4 separate regions of the Sus scrofa genome follow, and regions 2, 3 and 4 are each linked to region 1. A link is a contact called in public Hi-C, HiChIP or PLAC-seq and promoter capture Hi-C data. All regions are on one chromosome and are shown on one strand. The core of a region is the stretch at or near the end of the contact, and the rest is flanking DNA. Distances in the headings are between cores, read along the strand shown. Region 1 holds the start of LYRM9 (LYR motif-containing protein 9). Region 2 holds the start of SLC46A1 (solute carrier family 46 (folate transporter), member 1). Region 3 holds the start of KSR1 (kinase suppressor of Ras 1). Region 4 holds the start of TMEM97 (transmembrane protein 97).

Region 1 (3,020 bases), core at 296-2,795:
GCTCCCCCTCCCTCTGGCCTCCCAGCTGGTCCTCACATGTTCAGCCACTCTCCGGGCACCCACACGTCTCCCCAGCCCCTTATCTGAGTCTCACTTAAGTCTTCTCTGTCCACCCTAGGGTTCCTTCTCTTTTCCCTCATGGCATTTTTCACCACGACATATATATATATATATATATATATATCTCTGTATTCCTTCCCCCACTGGAATGTCAGCTCCCTAACAACAGGGAGTTTATTTACCTTGCTCCTGGCTGCACCCCTAATAGTGTGTCTGACACAAAAGACACGCGTGTTTTGAACAGTCACTGACGCCAACAAGGTGCTAGATGCTGAAGTCACAGAAACAAAGGAGACAACTTCTGACCCCACAGAACGCATTAACAGACGATAATAAAAACTAAGTATTCAATTATAACTAAATACTGCAAGTGGAATTCAGGTCCCAGAGGGCCTCACCCATGCAAGGGTCAGAGAAGGTTTCTGGAAAAAGAGACATCAAATCTAGGTCTGGGAGTTCCCCTCCTAGCGCAGCAGAAACGAATCGCAAAAGGAATCATAAGGTTGAGGGTTTGATCCCTGGCCTCGCTCAACCGGTGAGCTGTGGTGTAGGTCGCAGAGGCGGCTCAGATCCGGCCTTGCTGTGGCTCTGGCATAGGCCAGTAGGCCAGCGGCTGCAGCTCTGAATAGACCCCTAGCCTGGGAACCTCTATATGCCAAGGGTGCGGCCCTAAAAAGACAATAAAAAAAAAAAAAAATCTGAGGTCTGAAGGAGTAGCCCTTGGTTGGGTGAAGGTGAAAGGGGTAGTGAAGGCAGAGAGTGCAGCCTGAATCCTGTGACTACACTGGAAGGCAGTGAATTGTGCACTTTAAGCGGGTGAATCGTATGCTGTGTAAAAACAAATCAAAAGAAAGGTTAGTCCTAAGGTCTTAGGGGTTTCAGCCACGGAGTGACCTGATCTGCTGGGCAGAGGGTAAATCAAAACGTGAAGGTGACTCCAGGTAAGCGCGCTCACCGGGTGCTGCGGACACACGGGCCATGGAGGCCCATGTCTGCTTTGAAAAACGGGCAAAGCGAAGCCCTCGCGGAGGCGCCTGCGGGACGGGAACGTCCCTGGGCTTCCCGTGCTTCCCCCACCCCCCCCGCCCGCCCCGCGCCCCGACGCCCCACGCCACCCCGCGCCGCCGCGTCCTGGGGCCTCCTCGCTCCTCCGAGCCGCCCCCGCGAGGCCTGCGGCGCGTCCAGGAGCCGCGCTCCGGAGAACACGGCCCTCCCCAGGAATGAGACGCTCGGGGAGACAAAGGGAGCGGCGCTAGGACTTCCACAGGCCGCACCAGGCCGAGGACGCCCGAAGCTCCCATCCCCAACCTTTCCCCGCAGCCCAGGGGACTCCAGCCCCCGCGCGGACGCCCTCGCTCCCGCCCTCCGCCGGCGCCGCGCGGCTCACCCGCCTCCACCGGGAAACCTCAGCCTGGGACGCGGCGGACGCGGCGGCTATGAGTGCGCCTGCGCCCGGGACAGCCGAAGCACCGCCCACCCCCGGCCACTGTGCGCTGAGCGCCCTCTACCGGCCGCGCGAGATACTTGATGAAGGACCCGTGCTGGATGCCCCATGCCCAATCCAAGCCCACCCTGTTGAAAAAAAAAGCAAAACAAAAAACTGTCCCACTAACAAGCTTCTTTGCCTTGAACACCCACTCTTCCTTTTGGCATTTGCTACCAGAGATAAGCCCTGAAGGCAGGCTCTCCCCATTTTCCTGAATATGAACTGCTGCTAAAATATGAGGGGTGTTGAAGATCTGTGCAAAGCCTTGCAGGAGGACGGCTTCTAAACCACTCGTGTTGATGACAGGAATTATATTTGGATGGGAATCTGCATTTTGAGTCATTTCGTCAAATTACAGCCCCATAACACCTGTCAAAAGAATAAATATGACAGTAATAGGCATGCTTCCTTTCAGACCCGTGTATAATTATAATTGAGGGAAAGAATACAGAATTTAAACTCACAGCTACTGCCAGTATCATTCTTTGAAAATGGAATAATGCTGTTTTATTAAATAGGCTCTCCCCGCTCTCTAATGTTTAGAGCTAAAGTGCTTCTCTGAATTGATTTAAATACAAGTTTTATATCGTGAAAGAAATAAAGATGAGTCTTTATCTTAAGACAAACCCCCTGTTCAATGATGCTGCTGATCTCTCAGCTGATGCTAAAAGGGAGTTAGGTTGTTAGTGGATAATACTGCTTCTGTTCACTTCTCTCTTCTCTAGGGCTTTTTTAACCTGTTTATAATGAAAAGGCTGATTTCCTTACACAGACTCCATGTGTAGCTGGTTTAACAAGAACTTTCTGTTTTTCCTTGTTTTCTTTTTTCCTTCTTCTCTTCTTTCTAAGGAATGCATTGCTTCCTGTTGGAACCTGGGAATCTACTCTTCTCCCTTCAGGATAAGAGAAGGAGGGGATATTTCTTAACAAAAGGAGTTTCTTAAGGGTTCTCTCTTTTTTTTTTTCCTAATATCCTTTAGAGTTTCCTTCCTTCCTCTGACCCTCCCCCCCCTCCTTCCTCTCTCTCTCTTTTTTTTTTTTTGGCTTTTTTTTTTAGGACTGCACCCACAGCATATGGAGGTTCCCAGCATATGGAGGTCCAATCGGAGCTACTGCTGCCAGCCTACACCACAGCCACAGCAACTCGGGATCCGAGCTGCATCTGCAACCTACACCACAGCTCACGGCAAGGCCAGATCCTTAAGCCACTGAGCAAGTCCAGGGATGGAACCCTCAACCTCATGGTTCCCAGTCAGATTCATTTCCTCTGTGCCATGATGGGAACTCCCCTCCTTCCTCTCTTTCCATCTGCCTCTTCCTTTTCTCTCTTTCTTCCTTCTTTTCTTTCTCTTTCTTCCCACTTCTTCCCTTCCTCCCTCCCTTCCTTCCTTTGCCCTCTTCACCTAACACACCAGCCTTCCTCCAAACCAGGTGGGGGTTCTTCCCCTGAAATATTCAAACAAAAGCTGCAACC
Region 2 (3,020 bases), core at 178-2,677, 400 kb after region 1:
AGCTCCGATTAGACCCCTAGCCTGGGAACCTCCACATGCCGAAGGAGCGGCCCAAGAAATGGCAAAAAGACAAAAAAAAAAAAAAAAAAAAAACTGACACTGGAGCGGGTATGGGAAACGGGCATGTTACATTCTCTGACTTTTCCCACCGTGAATGAAAAACGCCGCCTGCCACACCAGCCAGCAAAGGATGCTGCGGCCATCAAGCCATCAGCCATCCCTATTGCCCCTGATGGTAAGCTCTGAAGGACAGAAACAAAGAGGGTGCCACTGCAAAGCTCTCAGCTGCTGCAGCCACCCCCCAAAGGTGCACCCTAAGGGGACCCAGGCAGGGCAAGAACAGGATACTGGTCCTTAGCCAGCTAAAGTGCACATCAAAGGAATGATTTCGGAGTTCCCGTTGTGGCTCAGTGGTTAACGAATCTGACTGGGAACGATGAAGTTGTGGGTTCGATCCCTGGCCTTGCTCAGTGGGTTAAGGATCTGGCATTGCCATGAGCTGTAGTGTAGGTCACAGACTGGCTGGGATCCCATGTTGCTGTTGCTGTGGCGTAGGCCAGTGGCTACAGCGTGGATGAGACCCCTAGCCTGGGAACCTCCATATGCCAGGGGTGCAGCCCTTCAAAAAAAAAAAAAGAGGAATGATTTCAATAAGCCCAGGCTCTCGTATCTTCCCTTATGTAGCAAAGTACTAAATTCATTAACTTGAGATGTCTTTCTTTAATTAACAGTAGTATTTTGATGTTCCGACTGTCTGGTTTTTGTTGCAAAACTCCTATATAATCCTGGCTCCTTCCTTATCTCATAGGAGTAGTCTGCTGATTTATCTGCGAAACTGCCTCCAGGGCCTGAGTTTTAGGGAAGTCCACCAAATAAAACATAGTTCTCAACTTTTAGGTTATGGATTTTTTTTTTTTTTCAGTCAACACCCCCTTTTTGTTTACCCTCAAGGCTCGGTTTATCGAGATCAACTTTATGCAACCCTACACCGCAGTTCTCAGGCCCCAACTTTGCTCTGGCCCGCCCACCACCCAATATCCGTATAAGCCCCGGATGGCCCCAAACCTTCACGCAGGCCCCGCCCCCGCCGCTGCCCCACGCTCCAGTCCAGGGCCCGCCCCTGCCACGCCGCTCGCCTCTTCCCCCGCGCCCGCTCCTACCTGCGCGGTGGGATCCACGCTGTGGTTGCTGCAGCTGACCCTGTCGCGGGTGCCATTGTAGCCAAGGTCGGCACTGAAGCGGTGCCACAGGTACTGCGTAGTGACCGGGCCCTGCAAGACCAAGGCAAAGTTGGCGAGAAAGACGAGCGGCTCCACGCAGCCGCGGCACAGCACAGACTCCGGGGGCCCCTCGCAGCGTTGGTCCCGGGAGTTCGCGGGCGCCTCCATGCTCCTGCAGTTCTGAACGGGCGCCAGGCGGTCGGCTTTCTGCGCCTGCGCCCAGCGTCTCTCCGCTGTGTTTTTTTTTTTTCCCCTGCAGTCTGGTGGGGCGGGATCAGGGCCGGTGGGCCTTTTCGCTCTTGGCCCCGCCCTCCCTGGGCTGGAGAGGGCAATCGAGGGGCCCTTCACCCCCGGCTCACTGAGTGACCTCACCTGCAAACCGTGCAAGGATACCGCCCTACACGTCTCCTTCCCAGCCCCAGAAACACCCATGATGATAACGAGACTATCCATATACCAATAATTAACACTTGTGGATCTCTTATCATACGCATTAATTACCCACCAACGCCATAGCCATTATTAATGATCCCAATGTACCCATAAAGAAACCAGGAGACTGGACATTCAAGGCCAAGCCAGAACACATGACTTCTGACATCTGTGCCCATATTCTGCACTGTAACAAAGGCCACTCAGTGGACAGCAGTGCAGTCTCCTGCTCTATGGCTCAGTTCAATTACCTGTACTCTGCTACTGTCTTGGGCATGTCACTTACCTCTCTGTATCTCACTTTCTTTTCTTTTTTTCTTTTTTTTTTTTTTTTTTTTTTTTTTTTTTGGCTTTTTGCCTTTTCTAGGGCCGCTCCCGCGGCATAGATTCCCAGGTTAGGAGTCTAATGGGAGTCGTAGTCACCCGCCTACGCCAGAGCCACAGCAATGGGGAATCCAAGCCACATCTGAAACCTACCCACAGCTCACGGCAACGCCTGATGCATAACCCACTGAGCAAGACCAGGGACCCAACCCGCAACCTCCTGGTTCCTAGTGGGATTCATTAACCACTGCGCCACGAGACAGGAACTCCTCAATTTCTTAATCTTTAAAAGAGTGGTGCTACCTCAAAGAGGGGCTGTGGAAGAACAGTGTCGGGTCCATTGTAAATACTGCTTTCGTTGTTAATAGGCTGTCACGGGTCCTAGGATCTTTTCCTGGGGAACCAGTCTTCTGGCTGGGGCCGGGGCCTGGCTCTGCAGTGCCCTTGGAGGAGAAGATGGTGGAAGGCCTGGGAGGCCCCTGGGTGTGACCCTGTGCTTCTTGGTGCTCCTACTGTAGAAATCCGGGCAGAAGGCAATCACGTCTCCTGTCTGGGCCCATTTTATTGCCTGTAAAAGGGAATAGTATTACTTACTTGCATTTTTCCCTTATCGGCCCAATTAATGAGTGCCCTTTGTGTGTCAGGGACCATGTGGAGGGGCGGTCTGGGAAACAGCAGTGTAAAGGGAAAAAAAAGTGACCCCAGATTCTTGTATCTTCCCATACATGGAAATGTACCCAATCATTACCTTAAGCTGCCTGCCATTCCAGTTTCCACGAGGATCAGAGGATCAAGCCATTGGCCCCTGCAGTCGCCCATCACCTTCCCACTGACAGTGTGCCTGGGGGAAAGTCTGTCCTTTGGTTATTGCCCCTAGATCTTTAAGAGACACGTCTAAGGAATAATTTCAGTGACCCCAGATTCTTGTATCTTCCCATACATGGAAACGTGCCCAATCATTACCTTAAGATGTCTGTTCTTTGTAGTTAGCCGCAATCGTTTTATGTTGGACCAAGTGGGTTTTTTTTTTTTTTTTTTTCCAAT
Region 3 (3,020 bases), core at 226-2,725, 360 kb before region 1:
CCGCCACAGTGGGAACTGCAGAATTTCCTTCCTTTTTAAGTCTAAATAATATTCCATTGTATTTATACTCCACATTTTGTTATCCTTTCAGTCAATCGATACTTGGATTTCTTCTGCCTTTTAGCTGCTGTGAATAAAGCTGCTATGAACATGGGAGTACAAATATCTCTTCAAGTATCTGCTTTCAATTCTTTCTGGTATATATGCAGAAATAGAATCACTGGATCATATTCCTCATTTTGAGCAACCACCATATACTGTTTTTGACAGCAGCCACACCATTTTGCGTCCCCGCCAACAGTGCACAAGTGTTCCAGTTTCTCCACATCCTTTTCAACACTTCAGATGACTTGGTGTTCCATAATAGCTATCCTAATGGGTGAAGTGGTATCTCATTGCGGTTTTGATTTGCATTTCTTTAAAGATTAGCGATATCGGGTATGTTTTCTTGGGCTTATGGGCCATTCCTGGATCTTCTTTGGAGAAATGTCTATTCAAATCCTTTGCCCGTTTAAAAATCCTGTGGCGTGTTTTTTGGTTGTTGGTTCATAGGAGTTCTTTATATATTCTGGATAGCGACCCCTTATCGTGTAGAGTTTGCAAGTATTTTCTCCTGACCTGTGGGCGGCCTCTTCACTCTGTTATTTGTGCCCTTTGATGTACATCATGGAGGAGATTTTTAAGTGTTGGTAGAAGTCAGCCAGTTTGGGCAGCAGTGAAATGAGGGGAAGGTATTTCCATCAAAGGAAACAGCCAGTGTAAACACACAGAAGAAAGAAATAGCAAAGAGCAAGTAGTTGAGTCTTGCTAGAGCATGTGTGCAGGAGGTAGGAAGTGGAGAGAGGTGAGGCTGGACACACAGAACAATAGGCCAGCTAAGTGGCTTGGGTCGTGGTCCCAGGACTCCTGCCTCAGCATCAGCTACTAGGAGTTTGTTAAAAATGCACTGCTGTTGCCCCAGCCCTGACCTACTCTGGTGGGGGGCCTGGAGATCTGGGTTTTAACCAGCCCATGGGATTATTCTGATCTTCCGTCAAGTTTGAGCACTATTCCAGGGACAATGGGGAGCCACTAGGGGGCCGGGCTAGGCCGATGGAAAGATGACCTGCCGGTTCTTCAGGTTGGGGCGCCCCCATATGGCTTTACCCCATCGTCCTCCAGCCACCCCACCCGGCTGCCTCCAACTGCCCTCCCGCCCCCAGCTATCCCCCCCGGAGTGTGAGGCTTTCTGCTGGGTTGGGGTCAGGGGTCACGGAGGGGGCCCGCGCTGCTGCAGCCAGGCCCACATTCCTCTCACTTCCCGCCATTGTCCCGGGTTCCTGTGGCCGCGACTCCTCACTGGCCCGGCCGCCCTAAGGCCCCCGGGGGGTGATGACTCATTTCCTTTCTCCCGAGTGACATAATCCAGTGCCCAGCTCAGCAGACCTGGATCTCGGGCCGCTGGGAGCTTCCCGGCCGGCAGGGGGCGGCCGAGCCCGCCTTCCCCGGACGCGCGAGCAGAGCCGGAGCCCGCTTCCCTGGCCGCCCTCCACCCCCACCCCCGGGACCCCCTTCCCTGGCTGATGAGGAGCAGGGGAAGCAGAACAAGACCTCTGACCTTGCTCTTGCCTACCCTCTGCCCGAAATCAGACCCCGAACGGTCACAGATGGGGAAATCCGGACCTGGGAGAGGGGTGTGTTTTGACAAGGCAGAGCAGCCCATCCTGAGAGGCGCGGGACTGGAACTCAGCACTCTGGGCCCCCCAGGCCCGTGATTTTCCCTGCAGACACGCAGGTATTAATTTTTCCCTCCTCGCTGCCAACCTGCTCCCCCGTGATGTTTCCAGTACAAGGTTTGCAGACAATAATATTTCCCAGATTCGGATCATTTCTGGGCCCTGAAACAGTGTCACCCCCTGGAAGCTACAGAAGCTGAGGGCTCCACTTGCTTCCCAGGTGGAGCCTGAAGTTACTGGGTGGTGACCCAGCCCCAGCGTGGACTGAGCACCCAGCTGACTGGCTTTGCAAGGAGGTGTCCCTCTGCGCCCAGTGCCGGCCCCTCTGGATGGGTGCCTCTCTCCTCTGCTTTCCCTCCAGGCTCCCAGGAGGCAGGGAGACTCATTCCAGTAAAATACCTCCCCTTCCCCCCACGGCTGACGTGGCGAAAGGACGCAGGAAATGATGGTCATTATTATTACCAGGTAAGGTACCTTATCTTGTTGCCTCAATTTCCTCACCTGTAAACTGGGTGTATAATAACGTACAGAGTTATTGTGAGGATTAAATGAGTTCGGACTCAGAAGATGCTTATAGCAGAGCTTGGCGTCTGATAAGCACTAGAGACTCTTCCAGAATTTGGGCTCCATGAAGGCAGAGATTCTGTCTGTTGTCTTTCTTTGGGCACTGCTGTATCTCTAACATCTAGAAAACTGTCTGGTGAAAACTAGGAACCCAGGAAATACTTGTTGAATGAATTGAATGAATGAATGAATGAGTGAATTTTAGCCATTACTATTGCCTAGGCTGATTTTACTCTAGGATCTAGGCCTGTCAGAGCAGGCCTGAAGGATTAAAGGGGAAGATTTTTTTCTTTTTTGTAATTTATTTTATTGAGATATAGTTTATTTACGATGCTGTATTCATTTTTGCTGTACAGCAAAGTGATCGAGTTATATGTGTATATATTCTTTTTCACGTTCTTTTCCATTATGGTTTATCACAGGATATTCAGTGTAGTTCTCTGTGCTGTGTAGTAGGGCGTTGTCATTTATCCATTCTATATATAATAGTTCGCATCTGCTAGTCCCAACTTCCCAATTTCCCCCTCTCTACCCCTCCTTCCCCTCGGCAACCACAAATCTGTTCTCTATGTCTGTGAGTCTGTTTCTGTTTCGTGGATAAGTTCATTTGTGTCATTTTTGTGTGTGTATCATATTTTAGATTCTGTAGGGATTCCGGTTGTGGCATAATGGGTTAAGGATCTGGTATAGGTGTGATATAGGTCACAGCTGTGACTCTGATTCCATCTCTAGCCGAGGAAT
Region 4 (3,020 bases), core at 158-2,657, 310 kb after region 1:
CCAGTTACTCCCATCACGTTAAGGCTTATTCCTCAGCAAGGCCTCAAATTTGCTCACTTTTCCCGTCTCCCAGCCTCTTCTGGCTTCATGTCACGCACCCCTATCCGGCTTGAACGGCACGCTCTTCAATCACTGTCTTTCGAAGCCCCAGCCTGGATGGGTCCTACAGCCTTTTTCTGTGCAGACCTCACAATGGAGAAAAGCACACGGCCAAGGAGAGGGGGGCCTCCAGGTCAACAGCCACGCGTCTCACCTGCATCCTCTACAGGGACAACTTCTCTGTCACAGCACCACTGAGCCCACCCTGGGGAGCTCAGCGCTCCTCCGACCTAACCCTAATCCATTCTCTCCGGCTCCTCTGCGGTCTTGAGTCACATCTCCTGCCCTCTGCCCCCTGGATGGACGGCCTCTCCCCCGACCCTGAAACTTTTAGGATCATCTAAATAAGTGAAAGTGCTTCAGTCTCTCTCCTCTAAATAAATAAGCTCTCTCCGGAGCACATCCCCCCTCAGCTGCTGCTTCCTCCCCTTCATAATCAGACACCTACACGCCCTACCTTCTCGAGTTCCCCACCTCCTTACTCTCTGCCCTGCTGCCATCTGGCTCCTGCCTCCACCAGCCGTATAGCTGCTCACACAAGGCCATGGGGTACCATTCAGTGTTGCTCTGACACAGGTGACGGTCCCTCCTCCCCTGTGTTTCTGAGACATCACACCCCTGTTGTCCACCTGTACCGCAGCCCCCTCCTTCCGTGACCCCTGAGGTTGGAGGTGGTCTAAGGCCTCTGATAGGCCTTCTGCTCTCAAGACTTCAACTCCCAGCGAACGCTGATTCCTCACAAATCTACATCTTCAGACATTTCATCGGACTGCCTACTAGACAGTCTTTTTTGCGTAGCTGTTACAGAGGCTGCTCAGGGACAACCTGGCCAGAACCATATTACACTCTCTTCAACTCATCTCTCCTCTACCTCCCTCTTCTGAGCGAATGGCAGCCCCCCTTCCCCATCCTGTTCCAGGGCAGACCTGGAATAATTTAAGATCAATATTTACAGAATGAATAAACGAACCCTTGAGCCTCCCTCCTTCTCCCCAGCCTACCACCAATACTTGTCAATTTTACCTCCTGCTATATCCCTGTGCTTCTTTCTTAATCGAGGCTAGCTGCCCCCTAGGCATCCTCCGAAAGGCTTCCAGGACCCTCAACTCCTGCCAGAGCAGTATTCGTGCCCTCTGTCCCCACGGCCTGTGACTGCCGCCAAGGCACGGACTCAGTGTTGGCCGGCCCTGATGGGTGACACCCCACTGCACTGGGAACTCCATCCCCATAAAGCGCCCACAGCAGGGCACACCGGAGGCGCTCAGCAAGCACTACACGGATGGAGCAAAGTAACAGAGGAGTAATAAGCGAAAGGGCCACGCAGGGGATCCTCCGCGGAGCGCAGCGGACACGCGGTCGCGGGAAGAAGGCCAGAGGTCCCAGCAGCGTTCAAGGCCGCGCAGGGTACACTCCACGTACCCCTCCCGGTTCCACGCTGCGGCCAAGAAGCCCTGCCCCCACCTCACGCGGCTCTCCCGGCGACCAATAGAAAAGGTCCCCGGGCCCCCTCTGGGGGCGCTGCGGGCCCGCGCACGGCTTCTCAGCCAATGGGAACGGCCGGCTTCGTTCTCGCGGCGGGGCGGGGCGGGGCGGGGCGCTGTCCCCGGACCGCGGGGGCGCCGGCGTGTACCCACGGAGTGTTTCTGTACCCACGGAGTGTTTCTGTACCCACAGAGCTTTCCTGCGAGCGTAGCCTCGGCTCCCATCGGGCGCAGCCGACGGATGATGGGGCGTCTGGGTGTCCGGCGCGGCCTGGAGTGGTTGCTGGGCTTCTACTTCCTCTCCCACATCCCCCTCACCCTGCTCGTGGATATGCAGGCATTGCTGCCGCCCGATCTCTACCCCGTCGAGGTGAGGGCGCCGTCGGTCCTGGCCGCCAGTCGCTGAAATTGGGGCCTCTCGGCGCAGTGGTTGCTCCGGCGTCTCCGTGGCCTCCACTGCTGGGGCCTCGCTGTCAGGGTTCCCTCCCGCATTTCTTGGGTCCCGCAGGCACTGCGGCCCTTCCTTACCCTTCGACTCGACTTCTTCCTCGGGGTTTTCTTTGTCTTCCAGCCGCTCTCCCCGAGGCTCCTGGGGGCAGACACTTTGCTCCTTTTAACTACGGTCCCCCTGGGTTTGTTGAGGCTCTCACACCCTAGCTCTGGTCAGTTGTCAATATTTGAGGGAAGTGGCCGAATTAACCAGTGTCTGAATCACACGCTGGATTTGTGTGTGTGATTTTTTGGGGTTTTTTTTTTTTTTTGCTTTTCAGGGCCGCACACCCGGCATATGGAGTTTCCCAGGCTAGGGGTCCGATCGGAGCTGTAGCCGCTGGCCTACAACCACAGCCACAGCAACGCCAGATCTGAGCTGTGTCTGCGACCCACACCACAGCTCATGGCAATGCCAGATCCTTAACCCACTGAGCGAGGCCAGGGATTGAACCTGCATCCTCATGGTTCCTAGTGGGATTCCTTTCTGATGAGCCACAACAGGAACTTCTGGATTTGTTTTAAAGTTGTGTTTCTTGGGAGAGCTGTAAAAATGCAGGCTAATCCCAAAGAAATAATACAAGTAGAATTAGACCCGTTTAAAGGACATTCGCAGACCGTCCTTAGCAACTTCAAAAGCTTTACCCTTTCAAATTGGTCTTTAATTGGGTTTGAGGAAGAATGATCACCTGAGTAGAAATAGGCGGAAGCCCCATTTCCTGGTTGTTGGAGAACATTCTCCATCCCAAACTTTGCTTGAATGCTTTTTATTTCTTCACTTTTATTTTCATGTCTGGACCCTGTAACCTTCTATCACAGAATTCCAGTCCTTGGTTCCCTGCTTTTCCAATCTGTAGAATTGTGAGCAAGGGTGACTTGTCTATCAAAAGACTTGGTTTTGCCACTGATTCTCCCTAAATGCTTTTTCTCTGCAGAGCAGCGGTTCTTAAC

Evidence for each region. Promoter capture Hi-C pulls out the DNA fragments that hold promoters and counts their contacts. A called contact is a pair of places that touch in the nucleus more often than the background predicts. HiChIP or PLAC-seq counts read pairs in DNA pulled down with a chosen protein or histone mark.
Region 2: a promoter capture Hi-C map of liver shows a contact between it and region 1, with 2.7 times the contacts expected there. The contact joins the promoter of SLC46A1 here to the promoter of LYRM9 in region 1.
Region 3: a contact with region 1 is called in a Hi-C map of fetal skeletal muscle, with 3 times the contacts expected there. The contact joins the promoter of KSR1 here to the promoter of LYRM9 in region 1. A contact is called at or near these places in 7 of 47 Hi-C or Micro-C datasets (embryonic fibroblasts, fetal skeletal muscle, heart right ventricle and 4 more).
Region 4: a contact with region 1 is called in an H3K27ac HiChIP or PLAC-seq map of alveolar macrophages. The contact joins the promoter of TMEM97 here to the promoter of LYRM9 in region 1. A contact is called at or near these places in 1 of 5 promoter capture datasets (liver), 2 of 47 Hi-C or Micro-C datasets (fetal heart ventricle and liver) and 1 of 2 datasets of contacts at active chromatin or transcription factors (alveolar macrophages).

What each region holds. Positions count from the first base shown.
Region 1 is chr12:44,288,142-44,291,161 of Sscrofa11.1, forward strand. It overlaps LYRM9 (LYR motif-containing protein 9), which reads right to left and starts at 1,546. Exons shown (of 4, transcript XM_003358165.4): 1 at 1,448-1,546.
Region 2 is chr12:44,684,850-44,687,869 of Sscrofa11.1, forward strand. It overlaps SLC46A1 (solute carrier family 46 (folate transporter), member 1), which reads right to left and starts at 1,428. Exons shown (of 6, transcript NM_001243383.1): 1 at 1,161-1,428. The coding sequence starts at 1,388.
Region 3 is chr12:43,925,747-43,928,766 of Sscrofa11.1, forward strand. It overlaps KSR1 (kinase suppressor of Ras 1), which reads left to right and starts at 1,476. Exons shown (of 19, transcript XM_021067472.1): 1 at 1,476-2,180.
Region 4 is chr12:44,602,357-44,605,376 of Sscrofa11.1, forward strand. It overlaps TMEM97 (transmembrane protein 97), which reads left to right and starts at 1,408. Exons shown (of 3, transcript XM_021067476.1): 1 at 1,408-1,950. The coding sequence starts at 1,822.